2 separate regions of the Zea mays genome follow, and region 2 is linked to region 1. A link is a contact called in public Hi-C data. All regions are on one chromosome and are shown on one strand. The core of a region is the stretch at or near the end of the contact, and the rest is flanking DNA. Distances in the headings are between cores, read along the strand shown. Region 1 holds the start of LOC103635817 (phosphoglycerate kinase, chloroplastic). Region 2 holds the start of LOC100193212.

Region 1 (5,417 bases), core at 1,322-3,821:
GCTCCTTTCCTTCCAACAATTCCAAGCTGGCACCACCTCCGGTGGAAATGTGGCTCATAACGTCAGCAACTCCGACCTTCTCAACGGCGGCGACAGAGTCTCCACCTCCGATGATAGTTGTCACACCCTTGCGGCTAAGTTCTGCCAACTTCTTTGCCACAGCCTACAAAAGAGATATCAGGGTTAGGTTTCTTTCACTGTAACCTCCAGACAGTCCTCAGTTCGATAGCTAAGCTACATCAGTATGGTTGATCAGTGCTTTACCTCAGTTCCTATAGCGAACTTGTCATATTCAAAAACACCCATGGGCCCGTTCCAGATGACAGTCTGGGTTGTTTCCAGGGCTGCGTTGAATGCAGCAATGGAATCTGGGCCAATATCCAGCCCCATCCAACCATCAGGAATTGCAGATGCTGGAACAATCTGTAGAAAAAAATATACGGTCAAGTTTCTTCCTGAGATATGCTTCAACTTTGCTACAGAAGAACCGCTGGTTAGGAAAGGAGAAGATGCAACAAACCTGGCTGTTAGCATCAGGAGCAAACTTATCAGCGATGACAACATCGGTTGGCAACATAAGGGAGACACCCTTTTCCTTAGCCTTTGCAAGTAGAGATGTTGCAAGATCGAGTTTGTCTTCCTCAACCAACGAAGCACCGACAGAAAGACCTTGTGCCTTGTAAAATGTGAAGATCATACCACCACCCAAGAGAAGGATATCACACTTCTCCAACAAGGATTCAATAACCCCGATCTTGGATGACACCTTTGAACCACCCACGATGGCAGCAAATGGGCGTGTAGGGCTTGAAACAGCTCCGACAAGGTAGTCAAGCTCCTGCAAATTGATTTTGTTAAATATAAAAGGATCAGATTGAGATTGAGGGGAAAGTGAAAATAATCGCTATTTTCTGTTTTATGTAGCATTGTTTTTCTTTGATGCCATCTTTCATAGTTTCTATGTTACAAAATGGAACATGTAAACATAGAAAAAGAAATATAACCTTCTGCAAAAGGAACCCTGCAACAGAAGGCTTCAAGAACTTTGTAACTCCCTCAGTCGATGCATGTGCCCTGTGGGCTGTTCCAAACGCGTCATTAACGTAAAGATCTGCTACGGAGGCAAGCTTCTGCGCAAACTCTGGGTCATTCTTCTCCTCTTCCTTGTAGAATCTTACGTTCTCAAGGAGCAAAACCCCACCATTGGGCAAGGCGGCCACCAGCTTCTCAACTTCAGGGCCAATAACATCGTCGGCTTTTTGCACCTATTCGTGGGTATAGTACACACGCTTTAGTCAGAACAATCAATTAGCACAAGTGATTTAATTAGAAGCACCAATGATGTAGAATAAATCAATACCTGAATGCCAAGAAGCTCAGACAACCGTGCAACAAGGGGGGCTAAGCTAAACTTGGGTGTAAAACCCTTAGGGCGACCCTGCACATCCAGAGCAAAATGGAGGATTTTAACCATAGTTGGATGACAAGGAAATTAAGCAGCTAACCGAGAAAAATATATTGCTTCAGCTATATTTCATAAAATTATCATTGAACACTGGAAGCAAATATGCAATTAATATCCAGTGTGCATATACAAAATCACGAGTTTGATTAAACACTGTCATTGTGCAGATCCTTGGCTCCTACATTGTGGGTGTCTGCGAGATCCTTGGCTCAGCCTTCTTCTACTTTTATTTTTTTCTAGAAGGATTCTCTTTTACCTTTGCATCAATTCCTAGTTTGTGCCCAAAAACGAAAATAGAAGTGATCCAAGGAGTACTGAATTCCTACATTGTCTATGCGTGCGAAGAGCATTACTTCCCCAAATGAGATGAGATACGGGAAGGGCGTAGGGGCGGGAACTCACCAAGTGGCTTGAGAGGATGACTTTGGCGCCCTTGCCGAGGAGGTACTGGATGGTGGGGATGGCGGCCCGGATGCGGGTGTCGTCGGTGATGTTCTGGTTCTCGTCGAGCGGCACGTTGAGGTCGGCACGCACGAAGACGCGCTTCCCCTTGAGGTCGGCCTCCGTGAGGTCCCCGACGCTCTTCTTCGCCATGGTGGCCATGGCCCGCGTGCCGCGCGCGGAGGACGCCTGCCGGCACCGCGACGCGACGTGGACCGCGAGCCGCGCGTCGCCCGCCGCGAACGCCAGCGACCGCGCCGGCTGGCGCGCCGCGGCGAGGCCTCCCCTGCGGAGCGGGGCGGCGGCCGCCCTGCTTGCCGCACGGGCCGCGAGGGAGAGGGAGGTTGGCGGGGCGGCCGCGGACGCCATTGAGATTCGGGCGGCGGCGGCGGCGAGTGGAGTGGAGAGACAGAGAGGGAGTGATTTGGGAGCGCGGGAGGAGGGGGGCACTTGTGGGTCGTGGCTTTGTCTGTGGACGAGAGAGTGAGGCGGGGATTTGCTTATCGCTGGCGAGAGGTCGGGACGACGGTTCCGGTGGGGTGGGTGCGGGCTGCGGGGGGAGGAGACGGCGGTATAATCGATCACGGCGATGGCGACGTGTGGGGGCTCGGTGGCTTCGATTTCCCCTGTCCTTTGTGTGATCTTGGATCGCCGCCCCTTCGCACTTGCACACTTTGGAGCAGGACAGCAGGGACTGAGAAGAAGGTCAACGTCATCAGGTAACAACGTAACAGTAACACCATAACATACGCAGGCTGCGGCACACCACGAGTCAACACAAAGTGTCAATTCTGTTACACACACAACACAACGTAGCATCCCGTAAAATGAACTAATGAAGCCTGAAATTCACTGTACACGGAGTTTATTTCGTCTTCAGCAGATGAAGGGCAGCGTGGCGTGCTCGTCGCTGCAGTAGAGCCCGGGCTGCTGCGTGTACCCCTGCCTGGACAGCAGCTCCCGCGCCCGGACCACCAGCTCTCGGTTCGTCACCGCCAGCGCCACGCCGCGCTTCTTGCCGTCCCCGGCGAGGATGGTCTGGATCACGTTGCTCAGCGCGCCGTAGGACATGCCGTCGGCCGTGGTCGCGTCCGCCGAGGTCTCGTCCGTCTGGCACCCGCTGATCAGGACGCCGTTGCGCGGCGGCACCCTGGCCGCCGCCGCCGCCGCAGCCGGCCCCGCGTACACTTCCTCGACGCTGTGCGCGTCCTGCGCCAGGGTCTCCTCCACCTCTGCCTCCCTGGGAACGCGCGACTGCTCCTCCGCTTCCTTGCCGTCGTGCCGGAGCTTGCCTAACAGCATGGCCTTCATGAACCTCTTGACCTTGGGGCTCGCCTCGTCGCCGAAGTGGTGGAACAGCGTCGTGCGGATGGAGCCCACGCCGACGTCGTGCCTTCCGGTCTTGTCCCTGAGCATCTGGATGAACGTCGACAGCGGCAGCGACCGGTTGCTGATGCTGCTGCTATTGCTGTTGCCCTGCTGCTGGACACGGCAACGACTGCAGTGGATGCACCCCAGAGACTCCAGCACGCCACGGACGATTCGCGCGAGGGAGACGCGGAGTGCGGAACCGGGAGCGGGAGGAGGAGGCTTCATTTCGCGCTCTCGGCGCTGCTGGGTTCTGTTCTGCTTGGTGCTGTTCCCGATTTGCTCCTTGGTCTTGTCGATCAGGCCGCCGCTGTGGCACGAGTCCGAGACCATGGTGAAGCGGCAGCCGTCAGGGACCTTGGCCACGAGATCCGTGAAATCTTGGTCTGCATGGAGATCAGGAAAAGGTGCATATGGCAGCCCACAAAATTATCTAGTCGTTTGTTAATTACATGATAGATTTGCGACCCATACATGCAACCCTTGTTACTAAGCTCGTCTTCGGAGGGGATACTGTATGAAGGCTAGCGGAACCTAACCATCAGATACCAACGGTGTGCCTACGAATGCAACTAACGCTCGATCCTAAGTGCTCGCTGCTAAACGCAGAGAAAAACAGATGGGAGAGCACACCTTTGATCAAGTTGAGGTCGCATGGCACGATGCACTCGTCGTACCCGGTGTCGTCGTCCTCCCCAGTCTCGGCGGGGAGCTGCAGGCCGTGGCCGCTGTAGTGGAAGAAGAGCGCGTCCCCGGGGCGCGCGCCCGCCACGAGCCGCTCGAGCTCCAGCCGGATGTTGGCCCCAGTGGGCGGCGGCGTGGACGGGTCGGCGTCGGCCAGGACACGGATGTCGGCCTCGTCGAACCCGAAGCGGCCCACCAGGCAGCGGCGCATGCGGGCCACGTCGTTGAGGCATCCCTTCAGCTCCCCGTCCGTGCCCAGGTAGTTGATGCCCACCAGCAAGGCGCGCTTCTGCCCCATCGCGCTCCTGCCGGTGCCGGACGAGGCCGCCGTGCGTCGTCGTCGCGTTAGTTCGGCGGAGGCGGTGTGTCCCGCCGCGGCTGGAATGATGGTTTGGTTGGTACGGTGACGAGTTGCCCAATCGAATGGTGGAGCTCCGGAGTGCTGTCGCACGAGGTGCTCATTGCCACCACCCCGCCATCTTGGTATTGGATGGTGGGTTGACGTCGGCTAAAGGCGCTAAAGCGGCCTTCCACTTGGTGAACAATCGTATCGGGTTAGCTTAAATGTATGTATGTAAATAAATATTCCCTCCGTTCCTTTATTTGTCACGTTTTAATTTAAAAATAAACTAGCGAGTCACAAACATTCGAGAACGGAGTTAGTAAATGAGAAGAATTTAGCCAAAGGTTATTGTATTTGGTAGATACAAATCATCACTAGTTAGATTTTTTCAATTGAAACACAACAGTAAACATAGGAATTTCTGACGACTAAGCTATTGAAAATAAGACCTCTGTCGTCGAACATAGATTATTTCTGATGGCTTAGAGCTTATTTTCGACGACATTAGTCCGTCGGTTCTAAAATGTCCGACAACCGTTAGTTGCCATCGATGTTAATACCGTGTAACAGTCATGACGACGTCCAATGTGCTCCACAAACTTATGCCTGACGACCTACATGGAGGTGGTTGGAGCGAGGGCCGTCCGCTCCCTTCGTTCAATCTGCTTTAACATAAATTGAACAGGTTCTATCCCGGACACAGGAGGCGAAGGGTACTTTGACCCGTACCGAAGCCAAGGTTTTGGTCAGAGAACCGACAAAGGTTTGGAGGCGAAGGGACCTACCGCTTAAAGCGGGGGCTCCTTCGCTCGCCATCACCACCAGCTTGGGCGGCTCCGAGTATAAGTCTTGGCAAGGTTCGAAGACCCCGGCGCCCTAGAGCGAAGAGTGTCTCGTCCTAGGGAAGACCGTCATCTGTGGGATGGGCCCATGCGGCGCCCCGCTGGCCATTCATGCCCATTTGTAAGCCCCTTCCTGGGGTAAGGCTTATGGTGTATTTAATCATGTTGTACTTAACCTCGTTGTAATGACCCCCAAGGGGGAATATTCCCGGGCTAAAGCAGGTAACCGGGGGCATAATTATACTTAGGAGGGTGTGCCCACCCACATGGTTAC
Region 2 (5,417 bases), core at 1,946-4,445, 200 kb after region 1:
AAAAACTGATGCTCATAGTTGATTGGATTGAGATATTATTGTAGCCATTCCCTTTGAAACTGAGCAGAACGAGGGCAGAAGAGACATTTCATGTGTGATGAAACAGCAATGGATGTCCAGGGGTGACAACGTAGCATGCCATATGAGGGCCAAGACAGTTTTGAGTCAGAAGAAGAGAAGGTTATGGCCTTATGGGATTGAAACGGACGATCTGAAAGTTCAGTAGTGAAACTTTGGGGTGAAATTGGATATTTTGCCAAATTATTATGAAAGATGCATGAGAATTGTGAAATATGCAACATCCACACGGAGTTATGGATAATAGTGACTTAAGTTTATTATCTTCCTCTTTAATTCCTCCTCACTTCCATTCTTCAGCTTTCCTGATGACATTTCGACATTTATTAACACTTTGTAGAAGATGATTTGGACATGTAAGAAGTAAGAACCTTATCAACTACAGGATAGATATATACCCTTTGCCAAGCTTATCATCAGCAATAACATCAGATGCACCGATGTCTGGAACTTCGCTGACTACTTCCCCCAAGCAGTCATAAACATACTATGTTCGTATGAACTGCTTCCTGAATACATTAATAAAAAAATTAATCAGTTCAGGAAACGATGAATTGATAACATGCAAAAGATGATACTCCAATCCAGAAATTAAGTTTGTTCAATTGTTGTTTTCTCCATATATGACATAGGGATGCACGGTTCGTCAGCGAACACCCAAAGCGTTTTGTTGCCACATGAACCACACTACATAGACAGTAGGGTGATAGTGTGGAATGGGAGGCACCATAAATCTAGTATCTGATGGTGAAAGTTCTTTTTGCTAACGTGGGGAAATGCTGGGATCCTGCAGAGCTTCACGGCTCTTATAAGTAGAAATTTTCACATATATTCAAAATTATGACACAAGCTGTTGACTTATGAATGCCATGGCACAATCAGCGTTGCTAGGGAAGTAACCGAAATGTGAAAAAGGCATGTTCTAATGGCTGATCTGTAATATCACTGGCGTTATTTCCTTTTTGGAGCAGAAAAAAACAAAGTTCATTAAATGGCCCCAGAACAAGGAATTCTAATCATTCAAAACTAAATAGGAAACCATTAAGAAAATTAAAGGGTATAGTGGGGCCCATAGGACACATGCAAAATCTACTCTGACAAAGAAGATGTGGAACTTTCAGGAAGTGTGAATTAAGCTATTGTTTCCTTAAAAGCCCAATATGTATGCTTTTTCTTGCCCATGAAATCATAGCACAAGATTCTATTTTATATGCTTCTTAGTTATCATAAACACACATCCATTCCCAGTACAGTTCTATTCCATATTGTATAGCCATTTTGCAACATTTTGAACTGAACAGAATAGTGGATTTAGTTTTTTCACCATGTGATATTAAAGGATAAAAAAAAATCGACCTGCGGGAGGGTAAGATAGCCCCAGATATTATATATTAAGAAGATCTTCTAGCGCAGATCGAGAAAAAACCCTGAACCCTGCACCACCCATACACAGCGGCACCATAGCCTATATGAGAACAACTATGACCGGGGACTAACCTTACACCTGTGCTTTGACGTGTGACAGACAAGTGGATTTTTTATCCCCAACCTAAAATTCGCTCCCATGGGGAATTTAACTCAAGACCTAAGGAGATTACCCAACTACTCATTGCAAACGAAAAACAAGAGGGCAAAACTTATTGACATTGGAAACTCCATACAAGCACTCCATTGTAGTGATTTAGATGAGCAAGAGCTAATAATGTGAATTAGAAAGATTATTTAGAGCATGTCTGTCAAAGCTCCCAGAGCAAAGAGCTCTATCAAACATTTTTTTTTACTGAAAAATGATTCTATGTTGATTATGTGAAGTGATGAAGCTGAAAAAATAGCTTCTCCTAATTCACTCCACGTGTCGTTACTGTATGCATAGAGTTTATCATAGAGAATCATAGATAAACATGTTCAATCAGAGTATTAAATTATATGATACAATCAGTTCAACCCTAAAACTTAAGCTGATGCAGAGGGGTGGGCAATTCAATTGTATTCTAACACCCCCTCATGTCAAGACTATCTTAGGCCTCGGATGTAGAATAGCGAACAACAATTGTTTTATTTAACTGCGCTAATCATGATTCGAACTCAAGAACTCTGACTTTGATACCATATTAAGTTGCATGCACCAACCAGTTCAACCCCAAAAATTATGATGATGGAGAAAGATGGGCAATTCACTTGTATTCTAACACAAAGAATCAATTTCCACAGATAACCTATACCACGGGGAGCTCTACCAAACATACTCTTACGCTCCACTCCATTGTGGTGGTTTAGATGGGAGAAATATCTTATGCAATCACTTATATTGGTGCAAGCGTGCAATCAAACGATTTGGTGCATCTAATCTAGATCTAATGATGACTGTTATTTTACATTTAACCCATTCCACCTGAAACATAGTACCTATTTTACTTTTAACCTCTTTCATATGAAACCGTTGGATCTAGATTGGATGCTCTGGATGGTTTGGTTGCACGCTTGCACCAAATGAGTGATTGCACAGGATATGTCCTCGTTTAGATGAGCATGAGCTAATAATATGAACTCCAAACAAGCACGCCACTAAAATTCCAAATATCCTGTGTATGGCATCGCCTCACGAGGAAAGTCGTTGCCAAGGCATGACATCGATGCTACATGAGCAAAAAGGCAGAGCGCATGTAGGGAAAAGTTCACAGAGCTATGCGTGCAGAGGAAAATAAGGAGCCGTGCACAGGAAGGGGAGCTAAGCGTGTGGATGGGAAATCTCACGCCTATAGTCCTATACCTCTTGCAAGAACACGCAGCATCCCTGCAGCTCGTCAATTGAGAGAAGGGGAGGGAAAGAGGAGAGAAGGGAAGAGAAGAAGGGGAGGGAGAGAGAGGAGAGAAGAGAAGATGGCATTGGCGGCACCTGGAATCCAGCGGCAAGTCCTGCTGCCTCATCAAGTCACTCCAGCCCCTTCCGCTCCACCAATTCACGGCTCCTACTGCGCCTCCATGGCCTCCACCTATTTGTGCCTACGACCTCTGCTCCATCAGCCTCTGGTGTCTAACCTCCACCCACCAATCAACGCTGTTAGGCTCTCTCCAACGGTGCTCCTTATATCTCCGGATCTCCCCGGACCGAACGTAGGGGGCACAGTGTCTCCCGAACGGCTCCAACGCAGCCCGTAAATATTGCCCGAACTTGAGGTGAGGAAGAGGAAGAAAATGCACATATGTTTCCGGTGACCAAGTCCTCCCGGTAAGCATTGTTCGCTACTTCGCTGTACGAGAAGGTGCTAGTGAAGACGTCGGCTGTATTTTTTTTCATTTTTTAATTTTCTTTTGTTTGAGGTAGTTGGTATAGGGGAATACAGATACTGTGAATTATTGGAGACATACCAGACATAGGGGGAGAATCTTTTAATGCGAGTTATAAAAATATAGCAGAAGACATAGGGGGAGAATCTTTTAAGGGGAGTTATAAAAATATAGTAGAAAGTATATATAAGGGGAGATGGATAGGGAAAATTGTTAGAGAGACCGTTAGACTATTGTATATGGTTAGGGTTACCCTGTATTTTCCTAATTATCCCTATTGTAATGGGCTTGGCCTACCTAACTCACCTATATAATATACTCCTAACCCTGAATTAGGATTAGGGTTTCACATATTTCAACTAATGCCTCTGACCTCTACCTCGTCGATTATTGACTTCTTCCGCTTCTACGTGGACTCAACATCTCCTTCCTCTGCTCAATTCCCTGCCAACATCCCAAGATCCTCCACTTCAGCTCACAAGTACCTCTTCTTCTCCCCTCCTTTGCTTTTCATCTCAATACCTTCCTCTACAATTCCTCTCCTTTCCTTCCTCTGTTCAGAAGTCTGAACTATATTGCTTATGCTTGCTTGGATCCTAGACTTGATATACTTCTTGATGTGGTATCCTGCTTGTGCTTGGATAATTGGATAGGGTACAAACTGCTCTAGCTAGTGGGTGGTGGCTGCTTGTGCATGGGCTCTAAAATTGGAAGCAAAAAGGTTGCATCAATGTATGTTTGACAGTTTGTCCTGCTTTAATGTAGTTGAGAGTATGTGTATGGTGTCACCTCACCATGCGCCTAATTCTCCTAGGCCTCTGGAAGGGGATGGGTCGCCACGCCTCACCTTACCGCCTTAATAACCACGCATAAATATAAAAGCCTCAATAGTAAAGCAATGCAGATTATTAGTTCATGTCTGTGAGACCAATCATCCAACAAAAGGATTAAAGATAAAAGGATGGAATGATGATAAAGGCTTCAGTAATAATAGTAACAGGGTCTAATGACATGTCAAATTTGGTTCATCAAAACAGTATTAGTTACAATACAAAATTACAAATTACTGAAGCCTGGTGTAGGTGCATGATAGGTTATTTATTTTCTTTCCTGGTGTAGGTGCATGATAGGTTATTTATTTTTTCCATTTTAACCTCATATTTGTAAACCACAATAGCGTGAGCTAATCAAACATATAAACAAATAAACTTTTACGAAGGGACTGCAACTCAGAAACTTGGTGTGCTAATCTGCTGCACCTCTGTAACTAAGAGGAGAACACGACACAAACAACACCTTCCCTCACACACCTACATCAGCATTATTTGATTAACAGGATAGTAACGGATGGCACTTCTGACCTATATGATAAGAACTTGCTAGTCAAAAAGAAAATGCTTCTTCAACAAAGTACGTACTACATAGTTTTTCATGCAAAATAGTTGTTGATCTAATCAAGAAAAGTCAGTTCATTGTTGACAATACTTAAACAAGGAATCATTAAGACCCAGTGACCCACAAGGAAAAAAGTATGGTTTTAAAAGAATCAATCGTATGTCACGCATGTATGGCATCAGTCGTCACTTCACATAGACCAACAAGATAATCGATGTGGCGACAAATCTGGCATGGTCCAGATAATAACTGGAAACTGATAACTACAAGCCTCAAACATGGCATATTGCTTCATCGCAACACATTGCTCACAGGCTACTATCAAGCATATTCTCTAGATAACCATGCAACTTCCAACTTCCGGCAACGTCAGGTGCAGACATCTCGATTGATCAGGTGCAAAACTTTAACCTAAACCATAGATCGAGAGAGTGTAACAATAAATGGATCAGCTACCCAACTCATGTCAGCATGCATGCCACGGCAGGCCCTAGACACGCCGCAATACCAAAATCATAGTCATTAGCTAATCAGGGGTGGACTCAGTAAAGGACATTGGTATACATTAATACACATGCACACCTTATAATCGCAAAGCAACCGAAGTTAGTAGCAATATACATGCATATACACTTAATCAGGCCAGATCCGAATAC

Evidence for each region. Hi-C and Micro-C count contacts between places; a contact is called where the count stands out from the background.
Region 2: a Hi-C map of ear shows a contact between it and region 1, with 4 times the contacts expected there. The contact joins the promoter of LOC100193212 here to the promoter of LOC103635817 in region 1. A contact is called at or near these places in 11 of 25 Hi-C or Micro-C datasets (bundle sheath, ear, leaf and 4 more).

The regions. Positions count from the first base shown.
Region 1 is chr8:123,532,353-123,537,769 of Zm-B73-REFERENCE-NAM-5.0, forward strand. LOC103635817 (phosphoglycerate kinase, chloroplastic) reads right to left here and starts at 2,572. Exons shown (of 6, transcript XM_008658193.4): 1 at 1,868-2,572; 2 at 1,361-1,438; 3 at 1,005-1,265; 4 at 521-838; 5 at 265-423; 6 at 1-163. The coding sequence starts at 2,275. It overlaps LOC100285605 (metacaspase type II), which reads right to left and starts at 4,386. Exons shown (of 2, transcript NM_001158496.1): 1 at 3,908-4,386; 2 at 2,609-3,660. The coding sequence starts at 4,256. The coding sequence ends at 2,783.
Region 2 is chr8:123,736,723-123,742,139 of Zm-B73-REFERENCE-NAM-5.0, forward strand. It overlaps LOC100193212, which reads right to left and starts at 3,196. Exons shown (of 3, transcript NM_001138365.1): 1 at 2,975-3,196; 2 at 477-587; 3 at 1-383.